2 separate regions of the Mus musculus genome follow, and region 2 is linked to region 1. The links are chromatin contacts, called in public promoter capture Hi-C maps. All regions are on one chromosome and are shown on one strand. Each heading gives the region's core, a stretch centred on a gene start, on an enhancer-like site or on the middle of the called end of the contact. The rest is flanking DNA. Distances are from core to core; before and after follow the strand shown.

Evidence for each region. Promoter capture Hi-C pulls out the DNA fragments that hold promoters and counts their contacts.
Region 2: a contact with region 1 is called in a promoter capture Hi-C map of embryonic stem cells, with 6 times the contacts expected there. The contact joins the promoter of Wdr75 here to the promoter of Col5a2 in region 1. A contact is called at or near these places in 11 of 39 promoter capture datasets (the 3T3-L1 cell line, 3T3-L1-derived adipocytes, the HPC-7 cell line and 6 more).

Annotation. Positions count from the first base shown.
Region 1 is chr1:45,499,564-45,506,357 of GRCm38.p6, forward strand. Col5a2 (collagen, type V, alpha 2) reads right to left here and starts at 3,719. Exons shown (of 54, transcript NM_007737.2): 1 at 3,258-3,719. The coding sequence starts at 3,351.
Region 2 is chr1:45,790,283-45,797,262 of GRCm38.p6, forward strand. Wdr75 (WD repeat domain 75) reads left to right here and starts at 4,884. Exons shown (of 21, transcript NM_028599.3): 1 at 4,884-5,322. The coding sequence starts at 5,240.

The DNA of each region.
Region 1 (6,794 bases), core at 2,469-4,968:
ATATTCTTACAAGATAAATCACAAATATAGCATCATAAAAATGTAAGACACCACAATATTAAAAATCCTGTGTGCACATTTTCTCTTCCTAGTTAGTAGTTGGCTTGGGACCAAATATCAGTATAGGGCTGCAACATGGGTATTGATTATTTGTAGTCCATGAGCCAGATTTGGCCCTTAGACATAATGAATTTGGCTTATGCAATACTTTTAGATGATTGTTAATTTGGAAAGTTTAAAGTGGCCATGTTTGTGTCTTCAGTTTTCTACAAGTCCCATCAAACTGCTAATACACAAAGCTATTGTATCACTTCTTGTGTTACATGCCTGGCTTCTGAAAAAACTGAAGTGCACAGTTCATGCATATCTCCTTCTAAACTTTCTCTCTCCATCACTCATGGGGTATTGAATAAAATTGATTCATAACAAAGATCATTCCCAAAGATTGAGTATGCCTAAATTAGTAACAAAAATGTGCATAGCTCCCTAGATGTTACAGTTTGATTTGGAAATAAATTTTTACTGTAAATAGTCTAGCATTTTTCTTTTACAAGAAACAGATGTGGGCAGCTGGGTGTGGTGCCACATGCCTTTAATCCCAGTACTTGGGAGGCAGAGGCAGGCAAATTTCTGAGTTCGAGCCAGCCAGTTCTACAGAATGAGTTCCAGGACAGCCAGGGTTATACAGAGAAACTCTGTCTCAAAAAACCAAAAAAGAAAAAAAAAAGAAAAGAAAAGAAAAAAAAAGAAACAAACAAACAAATTTAGGACATTCCAAGGCCTCCCTACACAATACACATCAGAGGGAGAGAGAGAGAGAGAGGTCTTGAAAAGCTGTTTTTATCATGTTGGGTCTGATTCTGACTACATTATACTTTCAACTAATGTGAGCCTAACTCCCAAACTCTTTCTTTTTAGTTACTAACAATCTTTTAAAATCCAAATCAATTGTTAGACTTTAGTGAAAGGTCATTGTATTTTATCCAGAAATGTCTAAATCTTTACTTACTCTATCTTAGCATCCACGTGTGTTCCCATCAGGCCGACGAAGGAAAAGGCTAAGCTTATAAGTACATACTTACACACAGTGTCATATTTCTGCAACGTGTATTAAATGGAATACAAAGGAAATACCACAACCCATGCTAGATTTAGCAATGATTTGAAAATTGTATATTCTTGACATATAAGCCTTAGACTTTTCCTTAATATAGAACATTTCCCACAATGACTCTTTCGCAAGTTCAAAAATTTTTGGCTATATTATAATCGGGTAAATGAAGTATAAGAAGTGTCCACACAGTATCATGGGAAATGTAAGCTGTGGATATACTAGATTACTGAGTCATCAATATTTTCCTTACTCATACATTCAGGTTTATGCTATTAATTTTCATTACATCTATTTGAATTAATATTTGTAAAATCTGAGAGAATTTACTTTCTTGGCAAAAATCTTTGGTTTGAGGTTTGAATTTCTCTGCTATTTAATGACACTAAGGAAAAAAAGGAGGGTTGGCCCAAAGACTTTCTGAACCAAGCCACCTATTCTTAATGTATGAAAATTAATCTTAGAGAACAGTAAACCCCTCATTTCTCAGTAAGACCTACAGAATAAATGCAATGACTTAGACAAGAGTTTTAGCACATGACCTACCTTCTAAGACTTTTGAACATCTTACATCTTTCATTTACACACATGTTCGATTACTTTTGTACATTACAAAAATTAAGCACATCATTTTAACATAAATTGAGAATAAAGTCTGTATAGATATTTTAGAGTTAGTCTTCTGGTAGGGGAGGGGAGTGGACAGATTCATTGATACTCAGACATTTTGCTTCTATCTTAACGCTGCTATGTGCTCTCCTCTTTCCTAACTTCTTTGTTCTTTGCGTTTGCGAACAGCACAGACTTTTCATGACATTATGAGGAAACGCAAGTTTCACCCTTCATAAGTTTCCTCACGTTATGAAGCATAGAAACTGATTTTAAAGTTTTAAGATTTTAGAAAAGTGCTCCCTCTATGGGGCTGCTGACAGACTTGAATTTTATCTCCAGAACCTTGGGATTTCTACAACTTACAGTTGCTAAACACAGTTTCTAAATATTTTTAGAGAAAAAAAAATCAGAAAGGCAGAAAACATATTCGTACAGATGGCTGGATATACACAGGAGAAAGACAGTTACAGACACGATTAGCACATTGCTAAGTTTTGGAAGCTTGAGTGTGATGCTAACAGAGATTCAGATCTATGCTGGCCTCTTACAATGAGAATGTATCTGTTTCTGACACTTCAACCTTCAAAAGTTAACGTTAATATCAACGAGGCCCATTTTATTTTATTTTTAAGTTTTATTCTATAGCAGCCACGCCATTTTGCTTAACAATACATCCCAGCACTAACATATGTAAATCACATAGGGGAAACAAAACAAAACAGTAACCAAGCAAGATATGCCTTAAAAGAAAAGAAAATAGAAGGAACGGGGGAAGAGAAGAAGAAAGGGAGAAAGGAAGGGTCTAAGGGGAAAGTCCTTCTTAATACTCTGTTCCAAGTAGAATTTCCTGCCTTCATCCATCCACCCAGGAACCATGCTGTCCTGATAATCAAGTCAGTAGGGTGGGAAAGCACAGAAATTTAAGAAATCTGGTTTCTATCAGAGTCTGTCATGGAGAAATAAACTTGACTCCCTCTCTGTAGGCAAACCCGATTTTAAGATCAGAGATGAAAACTTTAGGAGGGGAGGATAAAGAGCAAAGACAAAGGAAATTCCGAACTATCGGATTTGCCTGCTGGAGAGGTTTTTCTAAACAAAGACTTTCATGAAGCTGCTGAAGTTCACACAGGAAAGACTCCACCCTGCCCAGCTTCTGCTGCAGCGGCTTTCCCTGCTTGGAAAGCGCCTGCCCACAGGACAGACCTCTAACTAAAAGTGCCTCCGGGGCTCCGTTTTAAGCACTCTTGTTTTCTTTTAAACGTCCCACTCTTACATTCCGGCAAAAAAAAAAAAAAAAGACTGGTGATATCCTGGCTCTTACAGGATGTCAGAAGCCCACTTTTTGCCAGGGCACGCACAGAAGCTCCGGATTTGCAAATGTGCCTAGTCTCCAGAGCCAAGCTACAAATCCTAGAGCCCCCTTCTCAAACTTCAAACCAGAGTCTTCTCTTTATCCTCTTCCTGAAGCTTAACATTCCATCTAGTTCCCAAACCAAGCCATAAACACCATAAGCAAAGCAAAAGGCAAACTCACCATTCTCTTGTTCCTGGGCTTTTATTGAGACACAGTACCCTAATAAAACAGAAAGAATGAGGAGAGGTCTTGCTCCCACCCAGTTTGCCATCATGTCTAAATATGAGACATGTGGGTCCTCCTGGGATCGAAGAGTAGATACTGAGGTCACTGTAGCACCATGAATTCCGCTGGGGGCTCTTTTTCAGCACCAGTCCCCGCGCTGCCTCAGTCTGTTTCAGCACCAGGTCCGGCACAGTCTGCGAAAACTTTTTTCAAGCGGTGCAGCTTTAAATAGGAAGAATGCTGCCTCCACTTCTTTTCCTGCCCCTTTCAGCTTGTTCAGGCTCATAACCATCCAGTGTCTGCCAAGCAACCGTCTGATTGATGGTAAACAACCAAATCAGAGCGCGCGCCTCTGCGACTTGAGTTTTCAGTGCTTCTTGTAGATTTTAAGCACAGAGGAAGCTTCTCAACAGAGACAAACTTTTATTTCTCCTTCTGTTTGAGTGTGTGTGTGTTTTCTTTTCTTCTTTTTTTAAAGAAAGCCTATTAGAAGGAGTCTGATCCACCCTCCCCAACCCTTCCCCAGACACACACCCACTGACTTTTTCCAGAGACACTAAAAAAACTTTAGGGAGGATTACAGCCTTTTAGTGGATTTTTTTTTCTTTTGCACTTAAATAATTCAGAATTCTCTTTGCCACTTAAGCCTTTAAAACGTCACTTTTTTAACCCTTTCTTTTGGCAATGGAGGAAGGATTCTTGTCCCAATTTTCATCCTCCTCCCTCTCCTATGCTCTGAGAAGATTGTGGAAGAAAGGAGGCAGAATATGGCCAATACAAAATGAACTTGAGATACTTTACATTGAGTTATTTCCACATCTTTTTAGTAGGCACATCTATACGTTCTCCTCGTCACAGAGCATGCTATTGTGTTAAAAAACAAATATGTTCACTAAGCTTGTGGAGGGAGGAAAACACACTGGTTTAAGTCTCAGAAAGGGTAGGTTCCAATATCAGATCTGCCAACTCACCAATTTTGTGAATTTATACATAGTCCTTAACTGTCCAAATTTTTTTGTTGTTGTTGTTAGAAAAGGGGCTTTGGCCTGACCAGTGTGCAGGATCTGGTGACACTAAACTGAGCAATATGCTGTTAACTAGATTCTAAATTACAAAGAGCTACATAAAAGTGAATGATGCTGTTATGAACCCCACACCAGCTTTCCACGGAATGTGGTAGTCCTAGCTGCATATTTCTGTAAAGAGCAAGGCATTAACTTTGTGTGCTACTCAAGCTTGACAGATTTAAACGCCCTCAGTGTTTTTGACAGTCTAATTCATTTGATAGTGTGCGTTCTGGGGGATCTGGATCAAGCCCCACATAACATGTCATGTGTGACTCAATTGTTCATAGTTACTCAGCACTGAACAGGTGCTCTGAGACACACTGAATAGAGGAAGGATTATGGCAGACTAGAAACAAAGTCAGCATCCATCACCTTTAAGGAACATGTGTATGCAAATGCTGAAAAAATATATCTACGTGAAACAAAAAAATACAAACAATATATACAGCTATGTGTGGAATTAACTAAACCCCAAATAAATGCAAAGAAAAGGGATAGTATAAATTAAAATAGGTATATGAGGCTTCATTTACTATTTAATTTCCTTAATAAAGAAATCCAAGATGCTTTAAATTGAGAGGTGGAACTAAACTCTGGAGAAGTTCCAAAAACAACTTTCTAGCCCTGTATCATTGAAAATAACTTGTCACCAAGACCTGCCTTTGTTTAGTGAATTCGTTCACCAACACACTGCTGTTCCCATGGCTGTCTTGCTCATACTTAATGAATGGGCTAAATAAGGAACAAAAATCAAATTTCTTCTAATTCTTTGAATAATAGCTGAAAAAGCCCCTGATGTAAAAGCTCTTGTTAATCCCTCATCAAAGGAACATTGTTTTGCAACAGATGAAAATCACTTCAGAAAACCACAATCAATTAAAATGCAGAATTGTGTAGCCCAGTCTCAATGGATACATTTATCAAACTACTCTTGAACCTAAGGCTCAGAGAACATTGAGGAAGAGGAGGTAGAAAGTCTGTAAGGACAAAGGAATCCTAACAATGTCAGAATTTTATGCGTATACTCATAAAATCTCACCACCATGTCTGCCTCACCATGAGCTGAAATAAGAAGCAACTGTATGCCAAACTGGTTAGAGGAAGGACCAGAAGGCTCCAACTCTACATAGAGAAGTACGGGCAACCAAGGAATGCTGAGCACAGGAGAAATAATCTTCCCCAGAGAGTAGTACATGACTGGTTATTCAATATCAGATGGTGAGCCCTGAAAATATAAATGCAAGGTAGCATGATATAGACAGAGCAGGTTGCATCCATACACTTAGAACTAGATATGAGTATATATGTGCATATATATATGTGTGTGTGTGTGTGTGTGTGTATGTAACAACAATGGAGAAATAGGCCATGAATTTGTAAAAAGAAGATATGAAAGGAAGATAGAAAAAAGGCTTTCATTAAATACTTTCATTAAATACTCAATGGGAGTTACAGAAAAATAAATAAATACAGGAAAAAAAAACATAGTCCTCTCTGAGATTACCAGTTTTCTTCTACTAATGAGACCATTTTAGACAACAACAACAACAGGCTCCAAAAGTAGGCCAACTTTTTGTGTATCTTGTAATCTTCACTGGAGTGTTGAGATAACAGATGTTTGTAGAGAATCTACAACTCTTGGAAACTATTTGCAGGCTGAAAGTTCAAAACTGGTGAGCTAAGATTACAAGATCTGTCCAAAGAAAGCACACCTAATCCCCATCACGTGCTCCTATCCACTTCCATTTCCTGTTATAACAGTTTCTATATGCTTATCAATATAGGTGACTTAAGTTTAACTATGAAAACAACTCTCATGGGGAAAATTCAAAACACAATGAAAACTTTTCTCAGTCTCACACAGTTTCTAACATCTCTGGATCACAGCAGAAGTCTGTAAAGTAAGACCAAGGAAATATTTTCCTGGGGCTGAGATAATTCAGTATCTAAATGTAATTCTCCATGAGCTTTGCCATCTGTTTCTATCAAGCCAGAAACTGAATTTTTTCAGCTAGAGCTTTTGTTCCATGTTTCTTATTAGGATCCTATACAAAAATGACCACAGAATGTACACAGGTGACACCAGTTTAATGGATGTAGTTGAATTTCTGGGAAAGTGCCATTGTTTCTTAGTCTTAAGAAAAGCTGAGAATGAACACAAGCCATCACTGTTGGAGTAGGGGCATCAGAAATCAGGCTCAGTTCCCATGAAACACCTCAGCAATCCACACACTACAAGTACTTCAGTGAATCTGCAGCAGTTCTTATAACAATCCTAAAAGCTTATTACTGGTTTTCGAATTATATATAAAAAGTACACTGAAAAGAAGCTTAACTGGTCAAGTTTGCTTGACTAGTACTTTTAAGCTTCTACTTGTGCAATGATTAATCTCAAAGTAAATGTTATTGTTGGTTGCTGACTCTT
Region 2 (6,980 bases), core at 3,634-6,133, 290 kb after region 1:
CTTCTCAAGGATAAAAGAACCTCTGGTGGAATCACCATGCCTGACCTAAAGATTTACTACATAGCAATTGTGATAAAAACTGCATGGTACTGGTATACTGACAGACAAGTAGACCAATGGAATAGAATTGAAGACCCAGAAATGAACCCACACACCTATGGTCACTTGATCTTCGACAAGGGAGCTAAAACCATCCAGTGGAAGAAAGACAGCATTTTCAACAATTGGTGCTGGCACAACTGGTTGTTATCATGCGAATCGATCCATACTTATCTCCTTGTACTAAGGTCAAATCTAAGTGGATCAAGGAACTTCACATAAAACCAGAGACACTGAAACTTATAGAGGAGAAAGTGGGGAAAAGCCTTGAAGATATGGGCACAGGGGAAAAATTCCTGAATAGAACAGCAATGGCTTGTGCTGTAAGATCGAGAATTGACAAATGGGACCTCATGAAACTCCAAAGCTTCTGCAAGACAAAAGACACCGTCAATAAGACAAAAAGACCACCAACAGATTGGGAAAGGGTCTTTACCTATCCTAAATCAGATAGGGGACTAATATCCAACATATATAAAGAACTCAAGAAGGTGGACTTCAGAAAATCAAATAACCCCATTAAAAAATGGGGCTCAGAACTGAACAAAGAATTCTCACCTGAGGAATACCGAATGGCAGAGAAGCACCTGAAAAAATGTTCAACATCCTTAATCATCAGGGAAATGCAAATCAAAACAACCCTGAGATTCCACCTCACACCAGTCAGAATGGCTAAGATCAAAAATTCAGGTGACAGCAGATGCTGGCGTGGATGTGGAGAAAGAGGAACACTCCTCCATTGTTGGTGGGATTGCAAGCTTGTACAACCACTCTGGAAATCAGTCTGGCGGTTCCTCAGAAAATTGGACATAGTACTACCGGAAGATCCAGCAATACCTCTCCTGGGCATATATCCAGAAGATGCCCCAACTGGTAAGAAGGACACATGCTCCACTATGTTCATAGCAGCCTTATTTATAACAGCCAGAAGCTGGAAAGAACCCAGATGCCCCTCAACAGAGGAATGGATACAGAAAATGTGGTACATCTACACAATGGAGTACTACTCAGCTATTAAAAAGAATGAATTTATGAAATTCCTAGGCAAATGGATGGACCTGGAGGGCATCATCCTGAGTGAGGTAACACAATCACAAAGGAACTCACACAATATGTACTCACTGATAAGTGGATATTAGCCCAAAACCTAGGATACCCAAGATATAAGATACAATTTGCTAAACACATGAAACTCAAGAAGAATGAAGACTGAAGTGTGGACACTATGCCCTTCCTTAGAATTGGGAACAAAACACCCATGGAAGGAGTTACAGAGACAAAGTTTGGAGCTGAGATGAAAGGATGGATCATGTAGAGACTGCCATATCCAGGGAATCACCCCATAATCAGCTTCCAAACGCTGACACCATTGCATACACTAGCAAGATTTTATCGAAAGGACCCAGATGTAGCTGTCTCTTGTGAGACTATGCTGGGGCCTAGCAAACACAGAAGTTGATTCTCACAGTCAGCTAATGGATGGATCACAGGGCTCCCAATGGAGGAGCTAGAGAAAGTACCCAAGGAGCTAAAGGGATCTGCAACCCTATAGGTGGATCAACATTATGAACTAACCAGTACCCCGGAGCTCTTGACTCTAGCTGCATATGTATCAAAAGATGGCCTAGCCGGCCATCACTGGAAAGAGAGGCCTATTGGACTCGCAAACTGTATATGCCCAGTACAGGGGAACGCCAGGGCCAAAAACAAAAAAAAAAAAAAAAAAAAAAATGGGAATGAGTGGGTAGGGAAGTGGGGGGGGGGGTATTGGGGACTTTTGGGATAGCATTGGAAATGTAATTGAAGAAAATATGTAATAAAAATAAATAAATAAATAAAAGCCCTATAACATTTAACTATTGTAATATGAATGTTATGAGTTAGATGCTCTCTTATAAAATATTTATTTTGTTATAATTTATACATTTTATTCATCACTGTGAAAGCTGATTTGTTTTCGTTTGTTTGTTTGTTTTTTGAGACAGGATTTCTCTGTAGCCCTGGCTGTCCTGGAACTCACTTTGTAGACCAGGCTGGCCTCGAACTCAGAAATCTGCCTGCCTCTGCCTCCCAAGTGCTGGGATTAAAGGCGTGAGCCACCATGCCCAGTTAACACAGAGAATAAACTAAATAAAAGAAGATGAAAACTGGGGGATTCTCTTCTGTCACCTAAAACAAAACTGACAAGTAATTATAAAAACACATGGCCATAAGGTCTAGAATTGAAAATACATACTTGCGACTGCTACTATACTACACAGATGATACTTAAACATGTTGTAATAATGACAGTTAGAATTATCCTCATATTAGCTTTTCTGAAAATATATCTTACAGAGAAGAAGGGCGGGTCTCTTAATCTGTGACTGGTACTATGAAGCACCCCAGTTCCTTGAAGATTCTGTAGGTTGGCCTCTTTGGGTTGATTTTCTTTTGAAGTAACTGCTCCCATTATTAAGTCTGAAATAGCATCATTCATAATAGAGTGTACCCAACACACTACTCACACCTTTATATTTTGTATCAACTTCCCAACCGTGCTATGCTAGGTGTCTTCTAGAAAGACAGACATTTATTGAAATGTTTCCCCACTTGTATCTAGCACTAGCATATACATCACAGAGTTACTTTAATATGTTCGTCTTTAGTTAAAGGCTATTCCTGGCTGTCAACTTGACTATATCTGGAATGAACTACAAACCAGAATTGGAAGGCTCATCTGTGATCCTGATCTTGAGGCTGGGAGATACAAGTTTCTGACGTGGATCTTGGCATGGAAAATCTTAAGGCATAGTGGCTGTGGAAAAACTTTGCCCCAGGCAAGGTAGTACAGGCCTTTAATCCCAGGAGACTGAGGCAAGGAAATCTGTGAGTTCAAGGTCAGCATGCGACAAAGCAAGTTGCAGATCCAGGTGTGGTGGTACACACCTTTAATCTGGGTCACACCTTCTGCTGGAGACCTACATAAGGACATTGGAAGAAGGAAAATTCTCTCTTCTTCCCCTGTGTGCCTTGTGGAACTGAGCAACTGATAGATTCTTGGACTTTCATTCACTGCTGCTGCTGACCATTGTTGGGGAGTTGGACTACAGACTATAAGTCATCAACAAATTCCCTTACTATATAGAGACTACCCATAAGTTCTGTGACTCTAGAGAACCCTGACTAATACAATGACAAAACAGAAAAATCAAAGTATAAGAAGACATTACTCAACCAGTGCACTAGCACCAACAGTGTTCCTGTTCTATGCAAAGGAGGATGAAGAGAAGGATGAAGAGGAAGAGGAAGAGGAGGAGGAGGAGGAGGAAATGATAAATATTAAGCTGTCAAGAGAAAATTTGGTTCCTAAATGTTCATGCAAAAAGAAATAAAAACACAAATTATAATTTTATTGGAAATGTTAGTAGATTAAATTTTTGCATGGAAAGAATCCTTTCACGAGTTTAGTAGTCCAACTAGCCTTTGTCCAATCAGAAAGCCTCATTCTTTCTTAATTTAAACGAAGTTCACCAAACAGTAAAACAACTGAAGTAAAAACTAGTTTGATCATTTATTTTCTTCATTGTCTCAGAATATAATAAGCATATATCCGATCTCAAAGTTTCCAAGTTTAAAGGATGTATTACTTAGACATCAAGAGTCTAGGGTGGGATGGGGGGTTAAGCTCACTATGTTCTTCCACTATGAAAAAGCATACCATAATTATGAAAAAGAAACTCTTTAAATTTGAGATAAAAACAGAATCAGTATCTTCCTGTCTAGCTCTGTCTCCCCAAACTATGAACCCAACAAAAACTAATCGTCTCTCTCTCTCTCTCTCTCTCTCTCTCTCTCTCTCTCTCTCTCTCTCTCTCTCTCCTGCCTAAAGATCTATAGATGTTTTGACCCTTAGGATTATATTTTTCCTGCTATGAATCAGCATAAAGTTATGGTGAATTTCAAATGTATCAAGAATCTGCTCCTGTTAGGGTTAAGATATCAGATGCCCTTCCTTAGGGGTCGTTAAGAGCCAGCACAATGGAAAATATTGACAAACGAACGGTTCAACACAGATATGCAGCAACCTCGAATACAAAACACAAAGTGTTAAGAATCAACATCCTCAGAAGTGGATGCTCACAGTCAGCTACTGGATGGATCACAGGGCCCCCAATGGAGGAGCTAGAGAAAGTAACCAAGGAGCTAAAGGGATCTGCAACCCTATAGGTGGAACAACAATATGAACTAACCAGTACCTCCCGGAGCTCTAGCTGCATATGTATCAGAAGATGGCCTAGTCGGCCATCAGTGGAAAGAGAGGCCCATTGGACACGCAAACTTTATCTGCCTCAGTACAGGGGAACGGCAGGGCCAAGAAGTGGGAGTGGGAGGGTGGGGGAGTGGGTGGGGGAGCGTGTGGGGGACTTTTGGGATAGCATTGGAAATGTAACTGAAATAAATACCTAAAAAAAAAAAAAAAAAAGAATCAACATCCTCAGAAGTCAGGGCTTCTGAACAACAGGAACTGAACAACTGGAGCAAACCGGACATCACTGCAGGAGCCCTGACACCAAGGTGTACTTTTATTCTGGAGTCGAAACTGCATTGGCAAGTGTGGCGTAGATGCTACAGGAACTTAGCGATGCTCATAGAACCGCCATAAAGAGCTAAAGCGCCCCACTTCAGTTACCATTGCAAGAAGACGCTCTTTGAACCCCGCCCCCTCCCAAAAAAAGGCAACGGAGGGGGGTGGGATAGGAGTAGGGTGACTGCGTCATCTTGCTGTCGCTCAATCACAGTGACAGAAAAGGCAACGGCTTCAGTAGGAGAAAGGATGTTCACTTCCGCTTCTGGCGGAACCTTTAGAGTCCGGTAAAAGAGGCCGAAGAGAAAACTCTCTTCTGTATCGAATAGCTGTAGCGGCATCTGGTATGATTTAACTTTGTGCGTGGCTGTTGGGCTTTACTCCTTCTACAAGGGTTTTAATTTGACCCTGCCCAAACTAAAGATGGCGGCGTAGGCGTGGAGCCGACCATAGAGTCTCCAGGCTAGAGAGGCCCAGGCGGGCCGCGGGCGGAAGAGTAGGGCCAGGCCAGTCGGCCTATGAAGGAAGTTCGTAATCCGGCCGGTGCTCGGTGCTTCCTGCGCCTGCGTGAAGATGGTAGAAGAGGGAGTCCGCGTGGTTCGCTGCGGCGGCAGCCGGCTGAACTTCAGGAGGGCCGTGTTCTCCGTGGATTCCAAGTATGCAGTAGGCTGCGGGTCAACAGGGCTCCGGGCACCGCGGGCCGGGGAGGGGAGTGCCCGGCGCGGCGCGGCCCACGGTCGGACTGCGAGGCTGGAGTCCGCGGCGCCGCGCAGCGCATGGACCGACCCGGAGCTCCCCGGAGCCGCCCGGCTTTGCTGCTGTGTCTGTGTGCCTTGCACCCAGGACTCCACCTGCGGGAAGGTTGGCGGTTACAGGGGCAGGTCAGGTGTCTACAAGGGACTAGGAGCCGCTCGGTTGGAAAATGGTCACTCTCTCCGTATGTGCACCGGTCTGACCATGCAGACTAATGTTCACGTGTGGAACGTTTTGGACTTCAAAATCATTAATGATTCAGCCTTTTTCCCGCAGAAAAACATCATAATTACCAGGCTCCTTTTTTCCTTTTTTTTTTTTTTGAGTTTTACATAAAAACAGATGTTAGATCTGTAGGAGAAAGTGTCTATATGCACACAACTTTTACAATAGTGGCTTTCAGTTCGCTGCTTGTCAGCTGGCATTGTTGCTGCCACGTTGTATCATCTAGAAGAGGTGTGTAGTAGGGCTAGTTTTTCAGAGCACTCTGAATGTAGAGATACTTAGGCTCAGTTGTTTGAATGCTTGATCCCCAAGAGGAGCAATTATTCCTGAAGGATTAGGAAGCAGACCCTCCTTGGAGGAGGTGTGCCAATGGGGCAGGCTTGAAAGGTTCAAAAGCCTAATCCATTATCAGCTCTCTGCACAGGGATGTCTCCTGTACTGCTCCAGCTCTCTCTCTCTTTCTCTCTCTCTCTCTCTCTCTCTCCCTCTCTCTCTCTCTCTCTCTCTCTCTCTCTCTCTCACACACACACACACACACACACACACACACCCATCATGGGCTCCACTGTGATGGTCATGGATTCTACCCTCTGCAACTGTGAACTGCAAATAGTAAATACCCCTATTTTAGAAAGGTATTTATAGTATTTGTGGAAGGTGTACTCTCCCGCAATACCCTGCCAGTATACTTACCAGTATACGGGGTTTTGTTGACATTGTTTTATGAATTAAAGGGATAAAATGGACATAGCGGAGTTGTCACAGTTCTGCCCCTTCAAATTCATCCTTATACTCATTTTTACCCTGCATTGAACATTGCCTCACCTTGTCTGTTAAATGAGGTGTTTGGTCCATATCATTTTCCAAGTCTGATAGGATTTTTTTTTAAAGCTTTGGTCAATGGTTTGATCTTTAACTAGCTGAGCTGACAAAATCAAAACAAGAAATTTGACTGTGTAGTGAGGAATAGAGAAGTCAGTGTAGATGTTTGAAAGCCTAGGTGCTTTTAAGACTTTGTTACGTCATAGTGAGAAAGATGAAAATTGCAGAGGGCTACTATCTGTTGTTATATGCTTTTCTATTGCCATTAGAAAATACTGGGACCAAAGGAACTTATAAAACAAAATGTTTAATTTGAGGTTCACAATTGCAGAGGTTAGAATCCATGATCATCGCAGTGGAGAGCATGATTGGGGCCTGGGGGGGGTGGGGTGGGGGGAGGTGTGGCAGGCATGATGCTGGAGCAGTACAGGAGACATCCCTGTGTAGACAGCTGAAAATGGATTAGGCTTTTGAAGCCTTCAGGCCTGCCCCCAGTGGCACAACTCTTCCAACG